Regions from separate parts of the Mustela erminea genome. Here region 1 is linked to region 2. Evidence: chromatin contacts called from public Hi-C data. All regions are on one chromosome and are shown on one strand. Each heading gives the region's core, a stretch centred on a gene start, on an enhancer-like site or on the middle of the called end of the contact. The rest is flanking DNA. Distances are from core to core; before and after follow the strand shown. Region 1 holds the start of SEC61A1 (protein transport protein Sec61 subunit alpha). Region 2 holds the start of RAB7A (ras-related protein Rab-7a).

What was found. A called contact is a pair of places that touch in the nucleus more often than the background predicts.
Region 1: a Hi-C map of spleen shows a contact between it and region 2, with 10 times the contacts expected there. The contact joins the promoter of SEC61A1 here to the promoter of RAB7A in region 2. A contact is called at or near these places in 2 of 3 Hi-C or Micro-C datasets (skeletal muscle and spleen).

The regions. Positions count from the first base shown.
Region 1 is chr1:58,426,910-58,432,242 of mMusErm1.Pri, forward strand. It overlaps SEC61A1 (protein transport protein Sec61 subunit alpha), which reads right to left and starts at 1,811. Exons shown (of 12, transcript XM_032337804.1): 1 at 1,620-1,811; 2 at 1,283-1,350. The coding sequence starts at 1,626.
Region 2 is chr1:57,808,894-57,813,710 of mMusErm1.Pri, forward strand. RAB7A (ras-related protein Rab-7a) reads right to left here and starts at 2,594. Exons shown (of 7, transcript XM_032335163.1): 1 at 2,362-2,594. It also overlaps the pseudogene LOC116589161.

The DNA of each region.
Region 1 (5,333 bases), core at 561-3,060, 620 kb after region 2:
CATCTTCCACCGACTTCTAGAACATTTTCTCATCACCTGGCCCTTCCATTGCTCCCCATCACCCTTTATGTTCTAGAAATATGGAACTACAGCTAACACCCTCCCACCTGCTTGTCTGCTTTGCACACATATATTCTTTATACCTGGAATTCCTTTCCCTCCCCTCAAAACAAAACAAAACAAAACAAACCCCTTCTATTCTTCCATTAAAACCACCAGAAACCACATCTTCCAGAATTAATCCCCTCCCGAGCCACTGCTACAACCTGCACATATTTTCACTGCTCCATCTACCACACTTAGTTACAAGGCCAAGGTCAGACAGCTGTTAAAAGGTTTGTGAAGGGTGGGTCCCAGGCTTGTCTACCTCCAGAGCCATGCCCTTTCTACTATGCTAGGGAGTTGGGGTAGAAGGGACAACTTTGTATTCTACCCATTGAAAAGGGCACGTATGTGGAACACTTACACAAAATGATTTCAAGTTAAAAAAAAAAAAGGGGGAGACTTCAAGACGAAAGTGTCCATATTGACCTTAAATACACAGATGTGTATGTGAATGCATGAACAACAGTCTTAAAAGAATCTAAAGGCAAAAATCTTTCACTATTCATTCTCTTGAATGCAAGAATCTAAATAAAACTTCCCCACTGTTTAACTGCTACACCAGCATTGGCAAAACTTGCTATCCTGGGCTGTAGCTGGGTAGGAGCGGGAATTCTGATAAAGGTTCTACATTTTTATCTTCTCATGTTTTAATGCGTCTGCTGTAAAAAGCAGGGTTCACAAAAACGCCCTTTTTCTCTGTACCTTTTATGGAGACTATCAGAGTCCTAACTCATTCGCACAGGATAAAGGGACTGCTCTTACCTCCTTTTAACACATGCATACCAAAACCTCCTGAGGGGGGGAAAACCCAGCCACGAAGCGCTCGTGCTGGAGGTGAAGAAGGAAAGGAAACTCAATCCGAGTATCCTGAGGCTTCTGGGGCCTTACTCATTCATCTCCAAGTTCCACTTTTGGGACCGAGCAAACCGGAGGCTTTGTTTGCTGGAGTAACATCCTCAAAAGATGCTCCAAATATAGCACCATGACTTCGGAGGAAATTCCCACAACCAGGTCACCTTCCGACAAGGCTCAGGAGTACACACCGCTACACGCCAGGAGGAAGGGGTGCGAAACCGAGTTCCCAGCTGGCGTGCTGAAGCCATTTTAATTGTACTGTAAACTTCGGACGCCCAGACAGTTCATGAAACCTCGGTGGACGGCGATTTCGGGAACTTACCTTCCTCTCCGGTTTTTGAATTTCCGGCAGGATGACACAGAAGGGCTTGATGACTTCCAGAAATTTGACTTTGATGGGAGAGACAAAAGCAGAGTTAGGGCACGTAAAAACCTTCCCCGCTCCCTTGGGGAAGCCCTCCGCCCACCGTGAGCAGGAGCAGGGACTAGAGGAGCAGACCGCGCACGGGGGCTCGCGGGCACCCCAGGAAGGGCCGGGGCGCCGGCCACGGTCTAGGGGAGCTGGGCGGGCCTGGGGGGTGGCCGCTCGTCTGGACGGGTGAGGGGAAGGGGCATTTTGATCCTTCCTGGCCTTGCCGGGGCTGCCCTGAGGGACTCACTCGCCATGGCGGCGGCTGCTCGGGCTCCGGGCCCCCCTTCGACTCCGCTCCACTCCGAGTGAAGTGAGGCTGTCCGCGGCCCAGCCCGCTCGCGAGCGCTGCACCTCCGCCGAGAGACACGTCAGTGCTAGCACCGCGGCAGCGGCGCGGCGCGGCGCGGCGCGGGGCGGAGCCGGGGGCGGGCCGCAGGCTGCTTCCGCTTCCTGCCACGCGCTGTGGGCCAGCCGCGGACCCTCACCGTCGCCGCCGAGACCACAACTCCCGGCATGCAGCGGGGCTCCTGGGCCTCCCGGGAAGAGCGTGCGAGACTCCGGGGCGGGGCGGGGCGCGGGGCACGCCGGGATTGGGAGTGTGCGGCTGCGCAGTCCTGGCCAAGCGGGAACGCGCGGGTGGAGGGTGTGTCGTGGCTCCAGAGGCCGGGCGTTGCGGTCTGGTGGAGAAACTGAGGCCGCTGTTTCGGGCCGCTGCGCCCAAAGCCCTGCTAGTAAGGCGGTGTCCCAGGTCACCTCTATGCCCTTCATAGTACTCATAACTCTGAATTAGTGAATAGAGCGTAAGCTCCTTTGATCCGGAGCCAGTGTCCCAGCGCAGACGGAAATGCCCGGCTCCTAGTAGTTGCCTGGTTGGTGAGGCCGACGGAACACCCTCGTTTATTGAGTCATTCAGCAAATCCGGAGGCTTGCCCTGGGCACGGGGTCTCGGCAGTGACTCCTGCCGAGTCCCTGCCATCTGAGGACGAATGGGATGAATTCCTGGAAGATAGGATCAGAGAACTGGGACAGCTCAGGAAATAGGCTGGGGAATCCAGGCAGGCTTCCCAGGAGAGCTGATTTTGTGCTCAACCTCGACAGATTCCGGCGACGAGAAATGAGGGAGGAAGGTGCACCAGGTTGAGGAAACCTTTTGAGCAAGGCATGGCGGTATGACCGCCTGAGATCTATGGGGGGAAAATGCCCTGTTTGGCTGCAGCAGAGGCTATGTGAAGGGAAACAATGATTTAACGTTCGTGGGGGACAATGGGTGGGGATGCTAGATGGAGAATTGAATTTATTTTCGAGCCATGTGTAATTACAAGGTAGCATGTGGTGAGTGCTCTAAAACAGACGAGAGAGACTTCATGTTGATCATTTAGAGGGAGAGGAGGTGGGTGATGCTGGCTGGGGATTAGGGAAGGTTTCAGGGAACTAAATCATGACCTGGACTGATCTAAGTTGGAGGTGCAGTTGTGGCAAGATACTTCTCGGGTAATATTAATTTGGGGATTGCTCTTTCTATTTGCCCCCTCCCTCCCATTTCTAGGGTGTAGCCAGGATTTGCAAATCTTTACCTCAGAAATTTTGGTAGGACAGAGAGCCTTTTTCTGAGACCCAAACCCAGAGGTGGGAAGTTAACAATGACTACGGGAGGCAGGCAGGTAGCTTTAATTAGTGAAATGGTGCAGGTGTGACATCATGTGATACTCATCCACAGCACAAAAAAAGTGACCACGGAGTCTGCTTGTGGAGCTGCTTCTGAAATGGAGGACCCACTGATAATCTCTTCTGGCGTTTTGATCAGAGGCTAAACTTGTAGCCCCTGGACTAAATAAATCCAGCAGACAGACCAGAACTGATTTAGTCAGTATGCATCCTGAACCATACTGATGGTTAAAATATTGAAGTACCTAATACTAAAGGGTATTATAGTAATTGTGGTAAGTGTTACAATTAGTTAATATAAATTTTAATATAAACTTACTGGTGATAGTTTTAGGATATTAGTACCATTGGAAATGGTATTAATGATATAGCGACATCCAAGAAATATTCATGATATAGTTTAATCTGTGTCACTGAAGGGACTGGCTAAGTTGCTCATGTAAACAAAATATTGATTGCTTCAGGAGAATCACTGGCTTAAAATAATTTTATTCTTGGCCCTTTGTAATTCTTTTGAAAGTAGTTGTGCAGTGTTTTATACACTTAAGGTGTTATTATAAAATATTAAAACCCAATACCTAGAATGAAGAGAGAAAATCTGGATAAAATTTTAAGACTTTTAAATATAATAAACACGAATCTTGTTAATTCACAGGACAAAGAAGGAACTATAATAGTAGTGAATCCTGGCCTGACACCTGTTGTCTGTTTTGGTGTGGTGCAAGAATCTGCACAAAATGAAACTCATAATAAATAAACTTTGTTATATAAAATTTGCAGTCTGGAATGAAAAATAACGATTTTTTTTCCAACCAAGAATTTGACTTATGTCACTTGGTAGTGACAGAAAAGTTGGGTGCAAATAGTGCTCAAAAGTTTTGTATTTACGGGCGCCTGGGTGGCTCAGTGGGTTAGGCCGCTGCCTTCGGCTCAGGTCATGATCCCAGGATCCTGGGATCGAGGCCCGCATCGGGCTCTCTGCTCAGCAGGGAGCCTGCTTCCCTCTCTCTCTCTGCCTGCCTCTCTGTCTACTTGTGATCTCTCTCTGTCAAATAAATAAATAAAATCTTAAAAAAAAAAAGTTTTGTATTTACTACTGAGTATTTACACTAAAGATAAAAAGGTAGTGATCTGAAGGGGAAAGTACACCTGAATGTTTATAGCAGCAATGTCCACAATAGCCAAACTATGGAAAGAATCTAGATGTTCATCAACAGATGAATGGATAACGAGATGTGGTATATACCACATCTTTTTATATATATGTATATATATATTGCAGCCATCAAAAGAAATGAAATCTTGCCATTTGCAATGACATGGATGGAACTAGAGGGTATCATGCTTAGCGAAATAAGTCAATTGGAGAAAGACAACTATCATATGATATCTCTGATATGAAGAATTTGAGAGATTGGGCAGGGGGTTGTGGGGTTTAGGGAGGGAGAAAATGAAACGAGATGGTACCACAAACCATGAGAGACTCTTAATCTCAGGAAACAAACTGAGGGTTGCTGGGGGATGGGGTGGGAGGAAGGGGCTGGCTGGTTTGTGGACATTGGGAGGAGGGTATGTGCTATGGTGAGTGCTGTGAATTGTGTAAGACTGATGATTAACAGACCTGTACCCCAGAAACAAATAATACATTATATGTTAATTTTTTAAAAAGTTAATTTTTTAGTAACCTGAAAAGAATGTTTGGGACAGATTGACAAAAGGCAAAGTAGTCCACAATTATTAAAATTCCTCTTTAGAATTTGTAAAAAAAAAAAAAAAAAAAAAGTTTTGTATTTAAAGATTAAAGTTCTAAATGTTTAATTCATCAGGGTGCTGTTAAAACTTGTTCAAGTGAAATCTTTGACACTAACTGGGCATTTTTATGAAAATATTTAATTGAATTTCTTTTTTTTAAAGATTTTATTTGTTTATTTGACAGAGAGAGAAATCACAAGTAGGCAGAGAAGCAGGCAGAGAGAGGGGGAAGCAGGCTCCCTGCCAAGCAGAGAGCCCAATGCGGGGCTCCATCCCAGGACCCTGAGATCATGACCTGTGCGGAAGGCAGAGGCTTAACCCACTGAGCCACCCAGTTGCCCCTTTAATAGAATTTCTAAAGGAATGCTATTGATATGGATTTGGGTACTATGGACCCACTTGTTGCAAAACATAGATGAGAAAACTTTTTGGAAAACAAATCAAGGCAGTTCATTTAATTTTTTTACTTACTAGATCACCAGTTTATTATAAAAAGGAGTACTTGGAACAGCCAGATGGGAGACATGCATAGGGCAAGATATGT
Region 2 (4,817 bases), core at 1,344-3,843:
AACTCATCTCCTTTTAAAGGGGAGCCAGAGCAGTTGCACAAGATGCAGCAGCACAGGGCTTTATTTAGTAAAATACTGGCATTATAACTGGTGGGCACTATATTAAACTTTCTCCATCAGCTGAAGGAAAAAAAAATCCAGCATGCCAAATGTGCCTTTGCTCAAACAACACCGTAATAGCAGCAAACATTTGCAGTGTCAAATGGCAATGACATGAACTCCCTCAAGTGAACAACAAAACACCACTAGAGCAAAAGGATAAACTAGTGTTGAAGGTTTCTCTTCCAAAGACAAGATCAATTTGAAACTGTAACATTATCTTCCATACTCTCCAGAGCAAACCATACAAATGCTGTTAAATTAACAAAGCCTTCAAGTTGGCTTCAAGAGTCTGGTGTTCTACAAGACTGCCTACTATGGATTCACTTGCTGAGATGAGAAACAACTCCTCTTTCCAAAAGCCTCAGTCAGGTTCTTCCACCAAGCCATTCCACAACAGAATTCTGGCTGCGATCACACACCATTTTTAAATTCCTTTAGGACAATAACCACACCTACGTCCCTGACTCAATAAGCAGTAATGTCTAAGAAATGGTAGATGTTCAAAACATCTCAATGAATGAAAAGGTGCTCATCATTACTCTCCTCTCTAAATTCAAACATCATGTAAGACTACCATACTATTTACTCACTTAAATATATCAGTTTAGGTAGAACAGTTTAAAAAAAAAAAAAAAGAAATTAGAATACAACAGGGTTGGGAGGACTAAGCTTAAGCCTGGATGGTATCTTCAGAAGTACTCACAACTCACCTTCCAGTTCTTAGACTCAAATCTGAGCAAACTCTCCCAAGTCTGAAGAGAAACACACTAATAGGAGACTCTATTAATCCATAGATGAGAAGTCATGCGGCTAATCAGCTGCTTAAGTCACAAGGAAGAGACAAGAGCCTGTTCTTTTGGAATCCAAAAGAAGACAGAGTATTTTCAACAGGAAAGAACTAACTGGCCAGATACTCATGTACTAAGGTTTTAAGAAAGGTTCACATGGCAGGATTGGCAGGCATAATTCGTTTGACAAAACATTTACGTAACAACATTTTTCAGACCTCATTCAAGCACTTCGCTAAAACTGTAGAGCATCTAATATTAGCACTACACTACAAAAAAACCTATGTTAAAAGTCACAACCGCAAATGGAATACCTCATGATTTTAAGGTAGAACTAAGGTGGCTGTAAGGTAAAAGCAGAGCATTTCAAATAGGATCACTAGAAACAAAGGAGGCACAGAAGGAAGACACTGGGTGGCAAAAGACAGATCACAACTTCAGGAGCATCGGAAAGCAGTGCAACCCAGAGACCAGTCGAGTACAGTACTCCGGAATCTGACTGCCTCAGCTTGAACCTTCGCTACTTAACTTACTTATCTGTGTGACCTTGGCCAAACAACTTAAGCTCTCCGTTCTTTAACAATAATGGTACTTCAAAGGCTGTTCTGAGCCTTAAACGTAAAAATCCTTGCAGTGGTCTTGCCACGCTGCCGAGACCACAACCAGCGCTCAAATGTTTGCTACTATTCTTCTCAATTTTCCACTCTTACGAAAGAAACACTTGACATCAAGCTTTAAGGCAGTAAGAAGTCCCTCAACGCGGTGGAGACCAAACCCCATCTTTCCCCCAGTAAGTTTGAAAACTTCCTTCGGGATCTACCACAACAGACTTAAGACAAAAAGCTCCCTGTCTCCCGGAGCCAGAGGCGTCTCACATGTATACAAGTGCTTGGGGCGAGCCCAATGCACGTGACCTGACTCACTGCCTTGACTCAGTTGCCTTCGGAGAACCTCTCTCACTAACAGGGTCAGGCTGTTCACTGAAGATACAGATGGGAACGTGGCTCAGCCCTGGGCGCCTGTTAGCAAGGCCCGCGCGATCCGGGGCGCCCGGGCTAGCGTCCCCAGGCAAGGCAGCGGGCGGGGTCGACTCCGACAAACTCCCGCTCGCTGCTCCAAGGGATTCAGCCCAATAGCGCGTCCCGCAGCGGCGCAGGCCCCCAGTGTCCAGAGGCCACCCAGATCAGAAGACCCTCCGGCTTGGTTCTTGACGCTACCAGCAAACGAGGCGTCCCGGACCGCCAGTCTGCGGTCGGCAACACGGCCAGAGGTCACACCCGAAGACCTCTGACCTCCCCCACGGCCGGGTGCGGTCCGGGCCTGCTCTTGGGCCTTGAGCGACGCAGGATTTCCCCGCGAGGCCTCGCTGGGCCTAGAGCTTGCCCGAGATAGGGACGACGCGAGGGCCGGGCGACCGAGAAACTGAGGGGGATGGGGCCAGGCCACCCGCCAGGCTGGGCCCGCTGCTTACCGCGGCCGCTCCGCTTGGGGCTCCGGGCCGGGCGCGTCGCTAGGGCTCCCGCCGAGGAGGAAGTACAAGGGAGCACAGGGGCTGAAGAGAAGTCCAAGTTCCGGTTCCAGCGGACACCTCGGCACTCCACAAACCTTCAACGCCGCCGCTGCCGCCGCCTTGGGCTTTATGGCCAAGACTCCGGCTCCGCTCCCACTTCCGCCACCGCCGCCGCCCCGAGCGGAAGTACTTGTCACGAGACTCTCGACGCCAAGAGTGCGGGGGAAGAGCCCCGCCTCAATCTTGCGTCACGTTCCGGCCGCTTTTGGGCTGAGCCTGGATCACGTGGCACAAACATGTCTGCCCCCAATTGGTTGTTGCCATCTTTGAGGCTCGTACAATGAGAAGAACGGCGCCATGTTGAATCCGCACACGGATGTCTCAGCCGTCTCAGCTGTCTCGCCTTTCCCTCCCACTCCCGCGTTCCCCCAGAATAATGAATGCCGGGGAAGAGAGGACGAGAGCAAACTGGCTCTTACAGTACTGTCCCTCTGCAGAAGGCACCGATCAGTCAACTAAGTAGTCCTACTGTGTGTCTTGAGCTCTTCAGAATCAAGGAAGCTTGCATACTCTAGGCAGAGACTTTCTCAGGGGGAGGTCTCTAAGCGGTGGGAGATAAAAGAGCGGTTATTTGACAAACTTACATTGGGTTGAGGAAGAGTACCCATATTTGCTGAGCCCCTACCAGGTCCCGGTAGTACACCTTTGGAACATCTCCGTTTGTCCTTAATCACTTAAGGAAAGATTATTTCTACAAGTGGATTTGACTTTGCTCCCACAGTGGTAGGATGAGATGTGAAGGAGGTTGGATGTCAATGTGCATGATCTAGTCGACTGAAAATGTACTAGTTGTGTAACAGAGTGACGGAGACGTGGAGGTGAATGAGACGTTGGTCTGGTCTAAGTAAATGGAAAACCAGCTAATTTAACTAACATGAGGTTCCTCCTTAGCGAGTCACAGATGCACCAGGTGGAGTTGTCTCACAAAGTAAACTTATTTGCAGCAAATAAGGAGATCGCTGGGGAATAACTTACAAATCCGTGGCTCCTAGAGCAAAGGGGAATGGATTCCTTTTATTTAGGGTTAGGATGACTATTTAGATAGGGGAGCCTTGTCATCTTATGTTAGAGGCAGGCAAAAGGAGGTGCATGTGCCTTAAGGAAACATGCCTATACATACACGGTATGTTATGTATATGAAGGCTTGTGCTCCTCCTTGGGTGGAGACTTTACTATTAAAATGAGGTAAGGGTAAGTCTTACCTCATTTTACCACTCCATGGTCCATCTGCATACCCGTGAGTAGGGGGATAAGTTCAAACTGGTCCGGGTGGTCTGGGCAGTTATTATTGCCGTTTGTTTGTTTGTTTGTTTGTTTGTTTGTTTTTTAAAGATTGTATTTATTTGACAAAGGGAGAGAGAGTGCACACAAGTAGGCAGAGTGGCAGGCAGAGGGAGAAGGAGAAGCAGGCTCCCTGTTGAGTGGAGAGCCAGATGTGGCTTGATCCCAGGACCCTGAGCTGAAGGCAGACGCTTAACTGAGCCACCCAGGTACCCTGACTGAGGGGTATTTGGGTTTCCATCAGGGAATGTTACGCCCCTCAGGTCTTTTGCCTGAGTTAAAAGATAATGGTGGGGGGGAAGATAAGCTGGAAAGAAGAGTCTAAGGGAAAATGTGGGACAATGAGTACAACAAGCGGGTAGGCAGTAAAGGTCAGGCTTTGGAGTTTAGCTGGTGACAAGAGCTCAAGACTCCCTGAGCTTAGAATCAAAGATGAGGCAATAAAAACTGTACACTATAGAGCTCTTAAGAGGGTGGGACACCCTATCAAAGACCTGCCCCATCCAAACACATTAAGATCAACTCAGAACTTTATCTCCGTCTTCAACATACTCTTCTCATAGTCTTTTCCTGTCTTGGTTCATGAAAACTTCATTCTTTCAGTTGCTCACTCCAGAAAACTTTGGAACCATTCTTGTCTCTGGTAGCAGATTGAATAGTGACGGGTAAAAAGATAAGCCTAAATCCTGGAACTTGTGGATGTGACCTGATTCAGAAAAAGGGCATTTGCAAATGTGATTAAGGATCTTGAGATGAGAGCATCCTGGACTATTCAGGTGCGTGACAAGTGTCACTATTCAGTGACAAGTGTCCTTAAAAGATACACACACAGAAAAGAAATCCCTGTGAAGATGGAGTCAGAGATTTGAGTGAATAGCCACAAACCAAAGAATACTGACAGACCCCAGAAGCTGAAAAGGACCAAAAAAGGGGGCGGGTGGTTGATTTTGAGTTTTCTATTTGAGGTCTAAGAGAGAATACATTTCTGTTGTTTGAAGCCACCAAGCTTGTGGTGATGTGTTACAGCAGTTCTGGAAAATGAATTTAACTTCCTTCTGTCTTGTGCCCCTCATCTA